2 separate regions of the Bicyclus anynana genome follow, and region 2 is linked to region 1. A link is a contact called in public Hi-C data. All regions are on one chromosome and are shown on one strand. Each heading gives the region's core, a stretch centred on a gene start, on an enhancer-like site or on the middle of the called end of the contact. The rest is flanking DNA. Distances are from core to core; before and after follow the strand shown. Region 1 overlaps LOC112044082. Region 2 has its middle 23 kb from the start of LOC112044105.

Region 1 (7,643 bases), core at 3,060-5,559:
TGAAGGTATTTACTATAGATACCATCGTAAGGCGGTAGACATCAAATTACTTACTCTATACTTAATCGTGTACAGACGGCCTGTTGCTGGAACTTGGCATGCGCACTGCCGTGCGCCTAGATACACGAATAAGTGTCTCAGACTGTACAGTACAAGTTATAAGCCATTTTGGTAACTACGAGTTACTAGGGACATGCCTAAAACATTTTTTGCAAGGCTATTCATGTTTTAGGCGCAATGGGGATGATGACTAGGTTTGAATATATTGATTTTTATGATACATTCGGGTAAATAAGGTCAATGTTAACTAATTTATACATAAAAAGCAAAGATTGACTGGATATTCGCAAAATAAATAAGATTATAAAATTTCAAAATCTATTAAAAATCTTTTATCGTAATTAGATGAAAATTCATACATTTTTAGCTTCCTTACATTAAACGTGACATTTTTTAATATTTGAACTATAAACATAAACGCAGAAATAACAAAGATATTAGTAATTTTGTTTAAACGCCCATACAAATCTAACGATCATTAATTGCCTACGACGTCATAAGATCGTACCATTTTGTATAGGGCGTTTTTCAGGGATCCGCGGCAGCGCCGCAAATCTGCCTTTAAATCCCTGTAGCTCCGAAAGTAATGATCGCAGGTACCCTGTTACTTTTACAAAATTGCTTTACTATTAGCATTCTCTTAATTTATAGACAATTTAAAAAACTGTATCATCCCTATTCCCTGCGTTGCGTTGCGGCAAGGCTGTCAATCTGCCTCCAGCATTATAGTACGTACATTTCAACTAAAGTAGTAAAAATAATAAAATCCAGCACTAGTGGCTACCACATTCATTTGCATCAGATAAAAGCATGAATGAATTAATAAAATGAACAGGAAACACTATAAACTTGCCTATAGAAGCATTCCGTTCGTATCAATTAAAAGCATCAGCACAACGGTTAAATAATTACTTGTACCTAAGTAATTGAAGGCTCAATAAGGAGTCAAACTCAAATCTGAACAAATGCTGATCCAGTAGTTAACTTCTGTGGTTTCGAATCTCTTGATTCTTCCTTGATTGGTCCTGGGATCACACATTTATTACACATTTGTCCGCCTCAGTTTTAATGCTAGTGCCCTATCTCTAGTTTAAAATATCGTTGACTGACGAACCTACCAGTGGCGTAGCGTGCATTAAAGGCTCCCTGGATCAAAATTAGTTGGTGGCCCAATAGACGAGCAGCAAGTAAAATCTTTTTTACTTTACCCTAACTATTTCACCATAATGTATTGTTTTTTTACTTTTTTAAAGGTTTAGATTACTTTATAAAAAATTTTGCTTTCACGCGTAAGGGGTCCCTGAATTCCGGAGGCCGTTCATTGATACGGTTGATAGGTACGTCACTAGCTACGCCCCTGGTACGTACTATAGCGCACAACAGTGACATTTCGTAACGTCCCCTCAGCTATGCTGTGTACTGTGTAATTACGCAAGGTGTATCGATAGGCAGTGGGCTGCTTACGTAATTATTGTCTTCATTTCCCGTTATATCGAGACCGTAAACGCTAATGACCAGAAAAGTTTCATTTCATATCCCATTATTTGTTATTTAATCGCTATATACGTAATTGTGTTGAAACTAGTGGCGGGAAGTCATTTTTTCAACACACAACTCGTTAGAAAGTATGCTATCTATGTCAGAAAGAATGTTCAGCTTGAATTTTAGTGTGCTTAAGAGCCTGTCATGGCTAGACCTTTTTTTTTATAAAATCTAATTGTCTGCTCATGTTCCTAGCAAAGGTAATTATGGAAGGTCTAGTCACATAAGTTGACGGCCTCCGTGGCGCAGTGGTATGCGCGGTGGATTTGCAAGACGGAGGTTTTGGTTTCGATCTCCGGCCGGGCTGATTGTGGTTTTCTTAATTGGTCGAGTTCTGGCTGGAGGGAAGCTTCCGTCGTGGCTAGTTACCATCCTACCGGAAAAGACGTACCGCCAAGCGATTTAGCATTCCGGTACGATATCGAGTAGAAAACGAAAAGGGTGTGGAGGGGGATGAAAATATCCCCCTCCTTACAAGTTAGCCCGCTTCCATCTTAGATTGAATCATCACTTACCATCATACCAGCAGGGTGAGATTGTAGTCAAGGGCTAACTTGAAAACCTATTCAAGTAGTAGGTAAGAGATGTGATACTGATAGCCCAGTAGATATGACCTCTGTCTCCGATTCGGAAGATGTAGGTTCGAATCCGGGGCATTTACTTCCAACTTTTCAGTTATGTGCATTTTAAGAAATTAAATATCATGGTAAAGGAAACACATGTGAGGAAACCTGCAGATGGAGGCCTGCCCCCTAGCTAAGTGGCACGTCGATTCTCTTTCTACGATCGCTACCGCTTCGATAACTAGAAAAATGTATGGGAATGACAGATCTTGATCACGTGACCTGTCGATAGCAAATGCCATTCCCATAAGTCTTTCTAGTTGTCGAAGCGTTAGCGATCATGTTGATGATGATGATAATGATGGTGATGATGATGTTGCTTGTTGCAGAATGGGTGCAGCGCGCTGCAGCGGGCGGCGGCGGACGGGCACGTGGACGTGCTGCAGCTGCTGCTGGAGCATGGCGCCGACCCCGACAAGCAGGACCGACTGGTGACTATCGTTTCCATCTGTTCCTTAGTTACAGAATAACCCACCACCTCCCATGGCCCATTCAACCTCTCGGTAATTTGGGCCGAATCGAGGGAGGGCGAACCCGGTACTTGCTTTTGCGTGTTCTCGGGACACCTTCTTGTCTCCCTACAAGTTAATTTATCTTTTCTCTCCCTTGATACTCACTCTCCCCCTTCTGGGGCTGGACGACACACGACGTTGAGATCCGCTTGCCCGCCGCGGTCCATGCATCACCTTTGACCGGTGGTCAACGGTCCAGAGCGCTCCGCCTCGTGTGCCACCGATGCGCGAACTCCTACTCCTCCTAGCTTGCCGAGCTAACAAGATCCTGGTAGTACACTGGTCCCGCCTCTTCTCTGACAATCCATTCCAACATTGCACTCCGGAGGTCCTCGTACTCGCCGCATTCCCACAGGACATGGTGGAGGTCTTCCTCCGCCAGCCCACACACACAGTCGCCAGTCTCGCTGAGGCACATGTCACGTAGGCGCTTCCGGAAGCAGCCGTGACCCGTCAGGACCTGCGAGGTCTCATAGTCCGGCGCGACCCAGGTCGCTCTGAGTCGGCCAGTGACGCAGTTCATTGCTTATAGAAGAATATGAAACCTTGTATGCCGCTTTATCTACGGTTAAAATAACTCTGCCATAATACTGCCATTTTGGATCTGCTATCCTACTACCTCTGATTCTTTACCCGTCTCTCAGATACCATTATGTTATTAATCTGATTAATTGTTCCTTATTCTCTCATATCCTGTTATTCCTATGGCTAAGGAAAACTCCAACATTGCATCTCGTACGTTCGATAACATAATAAGATGTGCCGTTGTTATAAAAATAAATTAAGTATCTTATCCAACTTTCATACTCATTATTGCTTCCGATTCCGGAGGGCGCAGGTTTGTATCCGGTCCAAAACATGCCACCTCCAACTTTTCAGTTGTGTGCATTTTAAGAAATTAAATATCACGTGTCTCAATCAGTGAAGGAAAACATTGTGACCTGCATAACAGAGATTTTTTAATTCCGTTTTTTACACCATTCAACTACATAGAAAGGTATTTTTACGGAGCTCTTTAACCGACGAACACGATTACAACTATTTAACATCGATACTATAGAGACAGTTTTTATAATCGCATTAGATCGTTGATCACATACTTTGACAGAAAAGTAACGTCAAGCGAGGCAGGTCCTATACAATAATTTGTCTGACACTAATTACGTCCAGATTAAGCAGTATAAATTGTTATACGTGTACCAACTACGAGTTGGTACACGTATAACAATTTGCAAGACATACGTCCTACAAGTGCAGCTTCGGGTCCATCAACTTGGCGTAAATGCAAGAATAAGCACGATGATACCTCGGAAGAGTTACAGAAAGCTCTAGAACCAAGGTATCTCTACGGCACTTCTGTTGACTTTTAATTAAGATTTGTATCGTTCGTTTGCAGCACGGCAACACGGCAGCGCACGAGGCGGCGTGGAAGGGCTACTCGCGCGCGGTGGCGACGCTGGCGCGCGTGTGCGACCTGCGCGTGCGCAACGCGGCCGGCTTCGTGCCGCTGCACCTCGCCACGCAGAACGGACACAACCAGTCCGCGCGCGAGATCCTGCTGGCGGGCGCGCCGCCCGACCTGCAGAACAACGTACGTGCCCACTACTGACTAGCGGATGCGCAGACAACCTTCACCCTTCGCGTCTAACCCTGGGAATGTGGGTTAACAGGGGTTGGCACTTTCTGTGGATCTCAACGCCGCCTGCAAATACAGAAGGTGCACTAGGACGGACCACTTAGGTCTGCGGCTTCGAGTTGGTGTGGTGTTCACCGCGTCGAGATCGAGCCTGTGTTAGTCGAGGCGATGAACGACAACGGCAGAGTGGTCAAGTCCGTGTGGTTCTTTGCCCACCGCATAGCGAGGTTAGCGGAGATTCCTGCGAGCGCCCGTCTGTTGTGTTCGCCACGCAGAACTAGAGTCTGGCACTTACGAAATGTGGAGATAACTGATACTTACTCGTATTAATAGAAGTTCCCGCGAATCCACTAGAACGAAGTTGGTAGTAGGTATGCCGTAACTCTGTATTTATAACCGGAAATGATGTTTTATCTCATATGAGTCGGGTTGTGACTATCTTTAGACAAAACTCCATTAGCTGATAATGAAGTATTAAAGACATCGTTAAATTTTATTGCGTCTATAAAACACATAATAATTATGAGCGTTTAAGGAGCGTAATCGATTACATTTGATCATCGATAAACATAGATCATGCACATTTATGGGGCGTAATATTGGTGATAAAAGTTGAAACCAATAAAGACTCCAGAAAGTGTATAAATCTATTTTTACTGTTCAATAAAATGTATACTGATAGTAAATATTGTGTGTTGCAGTATGGCGACACTTCGCTGCACACCGCGGCGCGCTACGGGCACGCGGGCGTCACTCGGATCCTCATCTCTGCGCAGTGCCGCGTCTCCGAGCAGAACAAAAACGGTGACACGGCGTTACACATAGCGGCCGCCATGGGCAGACGAAAACTGACCAGAATCCTCCTCGAAGCAGGCTGCGACAAGTCCCTCAAGAACCATCAAGGCGAAACTGCGCGAGACATCGCCACCAGAAAAGGCTTAGAAGAAATAATCAGCATCCTTAACACACCAGTCGCCAAACAATCCAAAAAGAAAGACAGGCACAGGGACAAAAGCAAAGAAAGAACTGTAGACGAACCTGATGACGCTAAGAAAAAAGATAAAAGCAAAGATAAAAAAAAGAAAAGTGTGCATTTCGAAACGCCACAACCTCAAGTGCAATGGTCGCCGTATGGATGTCACTATTACCCGGACCCCAAATATTTCCCCAAACCCAAGTTAAACTCGCTACCCACCGAACCATTAAAAAAAGGCGAACAATACTACTTGGACTTAGCAGGGAATATAAAGAAAGGTCCAATCGGAGCCGGATACACGTGTTATTGCGCGCCGTTCTTTAAACATATGGAAGAAAAGCTCAATGAAGACAAAAAAGACCTGAAACGTCATATCGATAAAGCTCATGAGAAATTAGATCAGAAAGTTACAGATTTAGAAATGAAAACTCAAGGTCAAATATCAGAATTAACGAGATTCGTTGCTGCCGAAAGAGCTCTGTGTAAGGAGAGGCATAAACATTTGGAGCAATGGTTGTCGCGGGGCATGATGTTCAGAGCGTCAGAAAGAGTGAAGAAACTAGACTTCAGTCCAAAAGGATCGCTAGATATACCGCCAATAAAAAGAACAAGAAGTCTCGAAATATTAGATGGTGGTAACGATGAATGGAACAATGTCAATAGAATTATTAAGAGTTTTAATGAAAACATGGCGCAGTGTGAAAATATAGCCAAAGATTTGGAATATAAAGCCACATCTAAAAGTACGGAGGAATTAGATAGTAAATCACCTCGAAGTCCAAGACGGAAGCAATTGCTTAAAAACTCGAGAAGCAGTGATCAGTTGGACGTCGGACCCAGTCGGTGTTCTAGATCTTCCCATTCCACGCCTCACACAAGTTGCAGTCAAGGTACTTCTCCGAATGTCACAGCAGAAATTCACGTTAGAGCTAATAAAGTCTCCGTATCACAATCCCCAGTATCTGACCTCCCGTATAACGAAAGACACTTATCGTCATGCAGAAACATGGCAGCCGTATCTTCAAGTAGCAGTCATCATCCATCAGATTTCATAGGTACCAACAACCCAGAGGAACACATAACAAATAGTCAAATAGACCAACAAAATGAAACTACGTGGAAAAGTCAAGTATTACAAAGAACAGCAGATGATATTCGAAAACGGGTGGCACTGGAAAAAGAAATGTCCGATGTTCTGGTAAGAAATACAAAATCACTGGACATTTCTCAGGATGGTTACATAAAATTTTCTAAACAACCTGACTACAGGGAAGACTGCAACAAAGAGAGGGAACCTCGTAGATCAGTTCAAGAATTGGTAGCTCAGGTGGAACATCAACAGAGACACATATCACCGGAAAGAAATCCGTTACCCAGAAAAGTAACAGAAAAGGAAGCAACTGTGCCAATTAAAACAAAACCTGTTATCTTAAAAATGCCACAACAGCCGTTAAGACCAGCACCAATATTGAAAGATAAACCACCAAAATCCAAACGTTTCAGTCTGCATAATTTAATACCATTCCCGACGAGAAAATCCTTTCACACTCCGCCCAAAGAAAATGGCAATAATTCAGAGAGTAGCGATGAAGACGACAATCCTATACGGAGTAGAAACCAACCTGGTCCGATGAGGAATACCAATCTGCTTCAAACTTTACCTCTCCCAAATTACGAGACCATGTCAATAAAGTCTCAGTCCCCAGCGCCCCAAGTACAAACTCATAACTACCCTCACGATTTAAGAATGATCCCAAAAGACGCTTACTTCCACGACATACCCAATAGACAAGTACCTCATCAGATGCCGTATATGCAGGAAAACGGTCTCCCATACCCTCAACATCCGTGCCAGAGTCAATTCGATTATAACGAACCTGGTTTACCTCAGGGGCAGGTCGAAGGCCGCAACAGAAACCCTATACACCATCATCAGACAGGGGTTTTTAGCGCTATGATGCAAGACCATATTATAAGAGAAATCGAACGAATACCACATTGCTACAGTGACCACTTAGATCAGAACACTGAAGTTGAAATAGCCAACCAAAACGATCACTTTCGCGGTGGTTACTACGATAACCGTCCACCAATGTACTCAGGATTCCGACCCAACCCAAACGCTGTGAGGAAACCAACACCAGATCACAGTTTGCTGCACAGTCGGCTCCAATCATTAGCTATTAACACACATTTGACGGAAACTCAAAGTCAAACCGACAGAGAATCTCATAATGATTCAGGTTACAGCACGAAGGTATATGGGAGTTCCCAAGGGCCGTCTCCGAGTCTAT
Region 2 (7,643 bases), core at 2,914-5,413, 92 kb before region 1:
ATATTTTTCCTGAACTGGATCGAAGTACCTAAGGAACCCATCCACGCAATGCATACTGTATCTACTCGTCAGTAAGGCCTTCTATTCAGTCCATAGCAAAAAGCAAATAAAATATTTGTCACTACTCATTACTGTCACCGCGTCGTTTGTTACAAAGTAGCGACGGACACGTTCTTTTGGACTGCAACTTAATAAGAAGTTGAGGAACTTGAAGTAATGTTTCGTGGAACCGATAATTTAAAGTCGTGTTGCGTCTCGCTTACAGACCGAGCTTCCTTCTTCTTGTTAGTATCTTGTATTGTAAAGAATAGAACCGACAATATAACTAATGCAATTGCGAATATTATGAAGCCATATTCTTGCCAATAATATTTTTGCGAATTTTAAAGGAAAATTTATTTTGGGAAGCTATTTTCCGGGATAAAAATAGCCTATATATTCATTTTCAATTCTTCCGGTGAAATTACCATTTCAGTTATATCAGCTGTTCCAGAGATCAGCTCGGGCAAACAGAGATTATATTATCTTCTTCTTGATGCATCAGCTCTGCAGGTCGTCAAAGGGTACCTGTATCAATTCGACCGCTTTCGACCTATTGTGATAGCCACTTACTTTACGGATACTTTTTGAATGTGTTTAAAATACCTTTTCTTAATTATTTTTGTTGCGTTTCATGAGGCACCTGCCTCACAAAAAATTTTATCCAAATATCATGAAACATAAAATATACCCAAGAATTGCTCGATTAAATATTAAGTTATAATTAACGCTGCGTCTATTTAAAGCAAGCTGTCCAGAGTCAAAGATAGATACGTCAAATGCCAGATGAATAAAACAGATTTGTCACTGCAAACACAACCCGCCGATGGAATACAACGATAACAGTAATTGGAAGTTGGAACTTAAAAAATAAGTGAGGAATTAAGTGTAAGACTCTCCAGTGCCCGGGGCGAGGTTTCTTGGCTCGAACCAGAGAGCGACTGGAATGGAAACAGCATTATGATATGAGCTGTTAGCGGATTTAACACAGATATTTTATCTCTATAAGAATGGATGAAATTAGTGAAAGGATTAGACTATACGGAAATAAGAGGTAGAGCTTCAACTTCAGCTTTTTATTCTGGGGATTAGACAAAAATAAAAGTGACAAACGTGCCAAAAAACGCATTGACACTTGTGGCAGTATTGTCCGGTTTACTCATCAGTCCATCACAATTTTCCATCAAGCAAGATACTTATTCAATGATTTCTTACAACTTGGACCTATCAATAATAGCCCATTAGGTTCGTTCCAAAGATATTTGCCGATGGACACAGCGCGGGTGGAGGAGACGTAGGGGGGAAGCGGGGAGGGGGAGGGCGAGGAATGTGATTATTGTGTACCCCTTCCTTACCCGTCACTTGGCTACTTGTTGTTTTATTTATAAACTCCACTCTAATAGAGATATTGCAATGTGGAAGCTGTAATAGGCAGTGTCATGGAAAAATTACGTTCATGGTCGACCGTAAAGGACAAAATGTACGATTAATTTGTTTTTTCTTTACTAAAGATTGATGGATTGAGAAAATGGATGGCTAGATCTTGAATTAAACCATCGTTTATAACATCCATCACAAGGGATTTTTTAGGATCACGCATGACGACCGAAGAGGCCGCCAATAATATATACGTTTGCCTATTCACTCTTACAGTGAAATTCATAGATGTTCTAGGTGCACCCCCAGGGGATCATTTACCCGCTGAGTTTCAAATTCTCAGATAACTAGAGGTTCTATTTAATACTCAGCCGCTGAATCATTCCCTGGGGATGCCCCTATAACGTCTATGGCTATGAATTTCACTGTTAGTCTTGAAGATTCCCACATTGTACCAGGTATGGAATACAGCAGCTGGAAGGGCATTCCATATCTTCTCAGTGCAAAAAACAAAACATTTCGTACGCGCCCAAAGGGTCAACAAATCGACAGTGGGGTGCATAAGGTTGTCGATCAGGGTATGCACTAGTAATAAAATTAAGCAAACTGGAAAAATCTGTATTTTAATAGGCACTAAGAAGACAACTCTTAGGGTATGTAGTACTTTAATGCATGTATGAAGTGCACGCCACTGCTGTGCTGCCTTGCTGTCCTATGATAAAAGCTCTTATCATCGCTTTTCCGCACTTGGGTAAGGTGCTTAAAAGCTGTTCTGTTGCAGACATTATCAAGGTAAAGTGCCGTAAGTACCTACTATTCAGAAAGTAGCTACTAAAACCTAATGATATTACCCCCGTTACTGTATATCGCAGTGTCATGCTCGATGATACGACAGTGGAAACTGTCCCGCCGCTGGGAAAGGTATAATTACTTCACTTGTAACAGTTTTTCTCGAAACAAGTTCTTTATAGTCTTAGAGACGACTGTCGTAATGCATGGTTTTAAGTATCCATTGACATGTACATACATTAATTCTTTCAGCAACGATTTTTTTCTAAACTAGTGTTGGGTATAAAGAGGTACCTAATCGTAAAAAATGTTTTTTTGTTTCGATTTAACTCAAAAACTACTCGACCGATTTAAAAAATTCTTTAACATTAAGAAAACTTCATTTTCACCGAGTAACATAAAATCATAGGCCGTTAGTCGATTATACTTATACCAACTACCGCGTGACTTCTTCTGCTTTACAAGAGAAAGCTTTTTCTCTTTTTTCTTCTTCTTCTTTACAAGAGAAAAGTACATCTTTCATAGCTCAACAAAAACAAAAAACCAACGGACAATTTCTATGTTCCTTTCCACTTTCCATTTCCACTGCAAATTCAGACCTAAACACAAAATATACAACTTGGCGGCGTTCATACTTCCCCGATCGAACTGTGTCACAAAGCGTCCTATGTCTCTGGAAGCTCTTACACTATAATTAGCGAATACTTCGAACTGGTTTCCAGATCAGCAACGAGGCGTGGCTCACACACTGCACCGGTAACTGCATTAGACGGCACTTCTCATTGCATAATGATACTTTTTCAGGTAAATACAAATATGCCTAGAAAATCATTCTCCACATACACTTATGCTTGCCACTCACCATCCAATAAGCCTGTGTGCCTGCAGATCGCGACTAACACACGATCAGTTTTATCGAATGTCCTGCTTTTAGCGCTGCGGCACGTGGATTTATTGGATGGTATGACCTCTGCCTCCGATTCCGGAGGGTGTGGGTTCGAATCCGGTCCGGGGCCTCCAACTTTTCAGTTGTGTGTCAAAATCGTGAGGAAACCTGCATACCAGAGAATTTTCTTTATTCTCTGCGTGTGTGAAGTCTGCCAATCCGCATTGGGCCAGTGTGGTGGACTTAAGGAGACTTGAGCTCATCAGTGAGCCGAATATGGGTTGATAATGATGAAGTGGCTAGCATTATAAACGTCTTATTAATCCAGTAGGTAGTTAGTGTATGTCTTCGAATCACGAGGTCGTGGGTACGAAACCAGCGACAAGCTATTTTGTGCTTTTCCAAGAAGTTTTTAATGAAGATGGGAAGTTAGTTGTGTGCCCCTCATTCCCCACATGCCCCCTGTGCCTCGGATAGTTCGTTAATATAGACGTTAATGAAGAGTAGACATGACCCTTGAGTGGTGCGCTTAACCTCCATATCCTTTCTCATTTAGCCTGGCTCTGTAATAGGTTGTTCAAATAAGCTGATTATTTTGACGATGGTAATTTTCTTCGAACACATTACAAACAAATATCTGGTATTGGCCGTGGCTAGTTACCACGCGATGTAAAGTTCCGGTGGGTACCTACGATGCCGCGTAGGAACCTTCAGAGGTATTGGCAGAATACGTTTATAGGTCTTTCGCTAAAGTAAAACCGCTTCAAGTGATATGGCAGTTAAGGGCTAACTTGTCATAGAATTAAAAAACAGAATGACGTTTGCCTTAACGGCTTTCTAGTCGATTTTGCTGCCCAAACTAATTCTCTCAAGCCTCTTCCATTTAAGAAATCGGTTGGAAGCTTTCACGGACATGCTCTGATTAGATTGACTTCTAAGACAGATTTCTGACTTCAGAAAATCTCTCTAATCCTACAGTTTCAAGTTAATGAGACTTTAACTCCGTTACAGGGAACAGGATTGATGCGATCGCAATGTTTATTGCCGCATGCTCGAGTCGTCACCTCCATATTAGCGGCGCCTGACGCATCGTTACGTCGTTATTATTCCGTTAAGGCTCGACATTGGCAGCACTACCTATCTCTGGTATCGGCTAATTAATGAGAGAAAATTATTCGCACGAAAACTGTAGAGCGTGAGAAACGTACAATGTTGTTGAAGTCTAAACATTTGAGTATATTCGCAATACCGTAGAAAGTGGAAATCAGCATGTCCATAACCGCTACATAACATGGCAGTGATTTTTTGTTTTTTTCCTAGTCTAAAATGGTACAACGAAATCACGTTAATAACCTCAAATATCACGAAATCAAATTCGTGAACCTGATTGGTTGACAGCCTGATGATCGTAAATTGGTAGCGTTGGGAGGAGCTTTGAAAGATCCAGTCCCTTAACCCTCCAAGTATAAATCATGTCAGCACCCCAGTCCCTCTTTCACTACATTTTTCTCTCTTTGGTCAGGCCATCACAGCCTCTTGTCCATTTTCTCAACAAAAGTCACGCGGTCTACGCGCGGTTAGAAAGGGATCTAAATTTATTTTGTATTTATTTACTTTAAGAATTAGGCATATACATTCAAAGTCAAACAACCGAAGCACGGTCTTTGGTAACCGTTTCACTTTCCTTGAATACTCAACAAGGTCATCTGTAGAAGTCGGTTGAATCAAAACGTACCCACCGTTAACGACCGCCTGCGCCGTCGACCCTCCGCACGGCCCCCTAATGTCTACTTTGGGTACGGAATTTATGAGGTACGGTCTAAGTGATGGCGTATAACACGGATTGATAACGTACCCCACCTTTATTCCGCTGCACCTACGCATGATATAAACTGTAACTGATTCATGCTCGATATTGCTAACCAACCATTCTGATGGTGGTACCAATCGAGTAGGGGATTCAATGCTCTTTTCTTGTAACCTTCTGGATATGTATAAAGAAGGGAATCTGTTGTCTGGAAATGGAGCATGTTTAATCATCATCATATCTAATTTATACCTGTGATTGAAAATGGTTAACGCAAAGTTTACATATTGTTATCTTATTAACACGGCTTTTTTTCTGATTGAGTATTTCACTGGAGGGTTTCCTACGAGCGCACAAGCATTTCTTCCCCAGAGGCAGAAGAAGATAGAGCGAACGCTTTCAGAAAGCGTGTTTTGGCCTGAGTGAATCAGTCATGGCAGGAGCAGTCCGCAGCAGCGTCAAATATTTTTTATAGGCGATCACATCGCCTACAGTGTCAACGTACATTTACCTACAACTGTTATACTTACGTATTCAATGTGTGCTAATAAAGGTTAAAATAAATCCAAACTGTTTATACTGACAAGTCATGGGGTTTAATATGTGAATTAGCATTGGTACTCTTGATACCGGAAACTGGGGTACTTAGAGCTATTCAATGATATTTGAACATTCTTGGTTATTTTTTTTATTAGTTAATAAGTTACTAAAGAACATCAACAACAATAACCATAATAAGATAAAAAGAAAACCACAAAAGTGGAGAAACTCCCAAACAACGATGCCCTACGACTTAGCGTACTCAACAAGGCACGGGAGTGAAATACCACGGACTCTGAATATACTGAGAATTTCATGGAAGAGAGAAAAAGCTCAATATTTCATAGCACACAGTTAGTATTTTTCTCTATATTCATCATCACATCAAGGTTACATCATCTATTGGATTGTGAGCTGTCAGCCGTTGCATTCTGTAAAATTACAGCGATGTGACATCGCTCATTTCCAAGCAACTTCGTTGATAGTGGCATCAACGAAGATGCATAGTGATATAAAGTTTAAATTCTAATAAAATTGGATATAGGCGAATATTAAATTGCGAGTAAAAAACAGCGGAATCACACACCTGGAAAGCATTCTTTCAGTGAACGTTAGCCATAGACATCAAATACTTTTTGAAGTGGGTAAGTTCTAAGGCTTATCAACGCCAACATGCATCATGCACACTCTATGTTATCTCTGCTCGGCACGTTGCTCTCAATTCTGCTCTGATTGTTATCTATTGACGCTTTCTGTTTTACTATTTCTTAGTTTGTGCTCAATTGTCTTATAAAAGCTGAAAGCTTGTCAGCCTCAGTGGTGCGCACTTCATAGAATAGATGCATAAATTCACTGCATACCCTGAGCATTCAATACAAACCTGTAAGAAGAAATTTTACAAAATTTGTACTTATGGTGCCTACCTTATTTAAAAGCCTTGTGCACGTCACAGGTCAGCCCATGCTGTTACCATACATAAGTACTCTTTGCAACTATGGAATTAGTATCGTATTGGCTTTGGGAGGTACCTAACAGGTAACCAAAAGTTATCCACTATTTTATTACTCGTATGTCCACATCGAAAAAAATAAATCAGGTAGTAAATGCCTCAAAGCAATAATTTCCCCTAATTAATTTAATTCTTTGTGCAATAAAACATCAAAACAAATATTGAAAATCACACCTAATTGTACATATAAGGTTTAAGATCTTCAGACACCATTATAGTAGAAGAGAAACTCATCTATTGAGATAACATGACTTCTCATATAAGCCGAAGAACAATAAAGACAGAGGTCTGGCGATTACAGACCTTCATTCTATAAGACTTGAATAGTATTGAAATAACTGTTAAAGTAAATCTCAATGTCCGCATGCATCGTGCCCACTCTACATTATCTCTGCCGGGCGCTAGCGGCGCGTTGCTCTCAATTCTGCTGCGATGGTATCTATTGAAGGAGATTTCTGTATTACTATTTCTTAGATTGTGCTCAATGCATTGTACTTAAACTGCGTACAGAAATTTAATAGATAGCCGCGCAAATGACAGTTAAATTTTATTTAGGTTAGTATTTAAATTTAATATTGCAGTTGCTATAATTATTTTTTTAAAAGAATATTATAATTATTATTTTACAAGCGGACGCCCGCGACTTCGTCCGCGTGGAATTCAGTTTTTCACAAATCTCGCGGGAGCCATGGGTTTTTCCGAGATGAAAATTAGCCTATGTGTTAATTTAGAGTAAAATATATTTTCCAGCCAAATCGTATAGTCGCAGCACACAAACTTTCACCTTTATAATATTAGTGTGATTGCTTTGGACATGACTAATATTAGCATGGTTCAAAAGCCGATGGACGTTGGGGTCCCAAGATGCTGGAATGGCGACCCTACATCGGAAAATGAAGTGTAGATCGACCCAGTACTAGGTGGAACGACGATATCAAGTCTTTGTATACTCGCAACTCGGGATCGCGATGTTGATGATGATGATGATGAAGCAACAAGCCTATACCAGGAGCATTGTTTATTGTGTTGACCATAACACCCTTCTACTCAAGTTAAGCCACTATGGCATCAAAAGTGTTGCACTCGATCTCATTGCCTCTTATCTCAGTGATAGAACGCAGAAGGTATGCATAAATTATATAAAGTCGCACGGTTCCACTACCATAATGGGCGTCCCACAGGGTTCAATTCTGGGT

The links. Hi-C and Micro-C count contacts between places; a contact is called where the count stands out from the background.
Region 2: a contact with region 1 is called in a Hi-C map of whole body, with 2.3 times the contacts expected there. The contact joins two enhancer-like sites. A contact is called at or near these places in 2 of 2 Hi-C or Micro-C datasets (whole body and whole larva).

Annotation. Positions count from the first base shown.
Region 1 is chr19:14,721,402-14,729,044 of ilBicAnyn1.1, reverse strand. LOC112044082 reads left to right here. Exons shown (of 5, transcript XM_052887236.1): 3 at 2,555-2,656; 4 at 4,134-4,328; 5 at 5,075-7,643. Among protein-coding and RNA genes, the nearest start is that of LOC112044102, 9.3 kb to the right of the region's middle. Within about 2 kb of position 4,309, at least 7 of the 8 cell types and tissues checked have open chromatin away from gene starts, as enhancers often do.
Region 2 is chr19:14,813,036-14,820,678 of ilBicAnyn1.1, reverse strand. No RefSeq gene overlaps it. Among protein-coding and RNA genes, the nearest start is that of LOC112044105, 23 kb to the right of the region's middle. Within about 2 kb of position 4,163, at least 4 of the 8 cell types and tissues checked have open chromatin away from gene starts, as enhancers often do.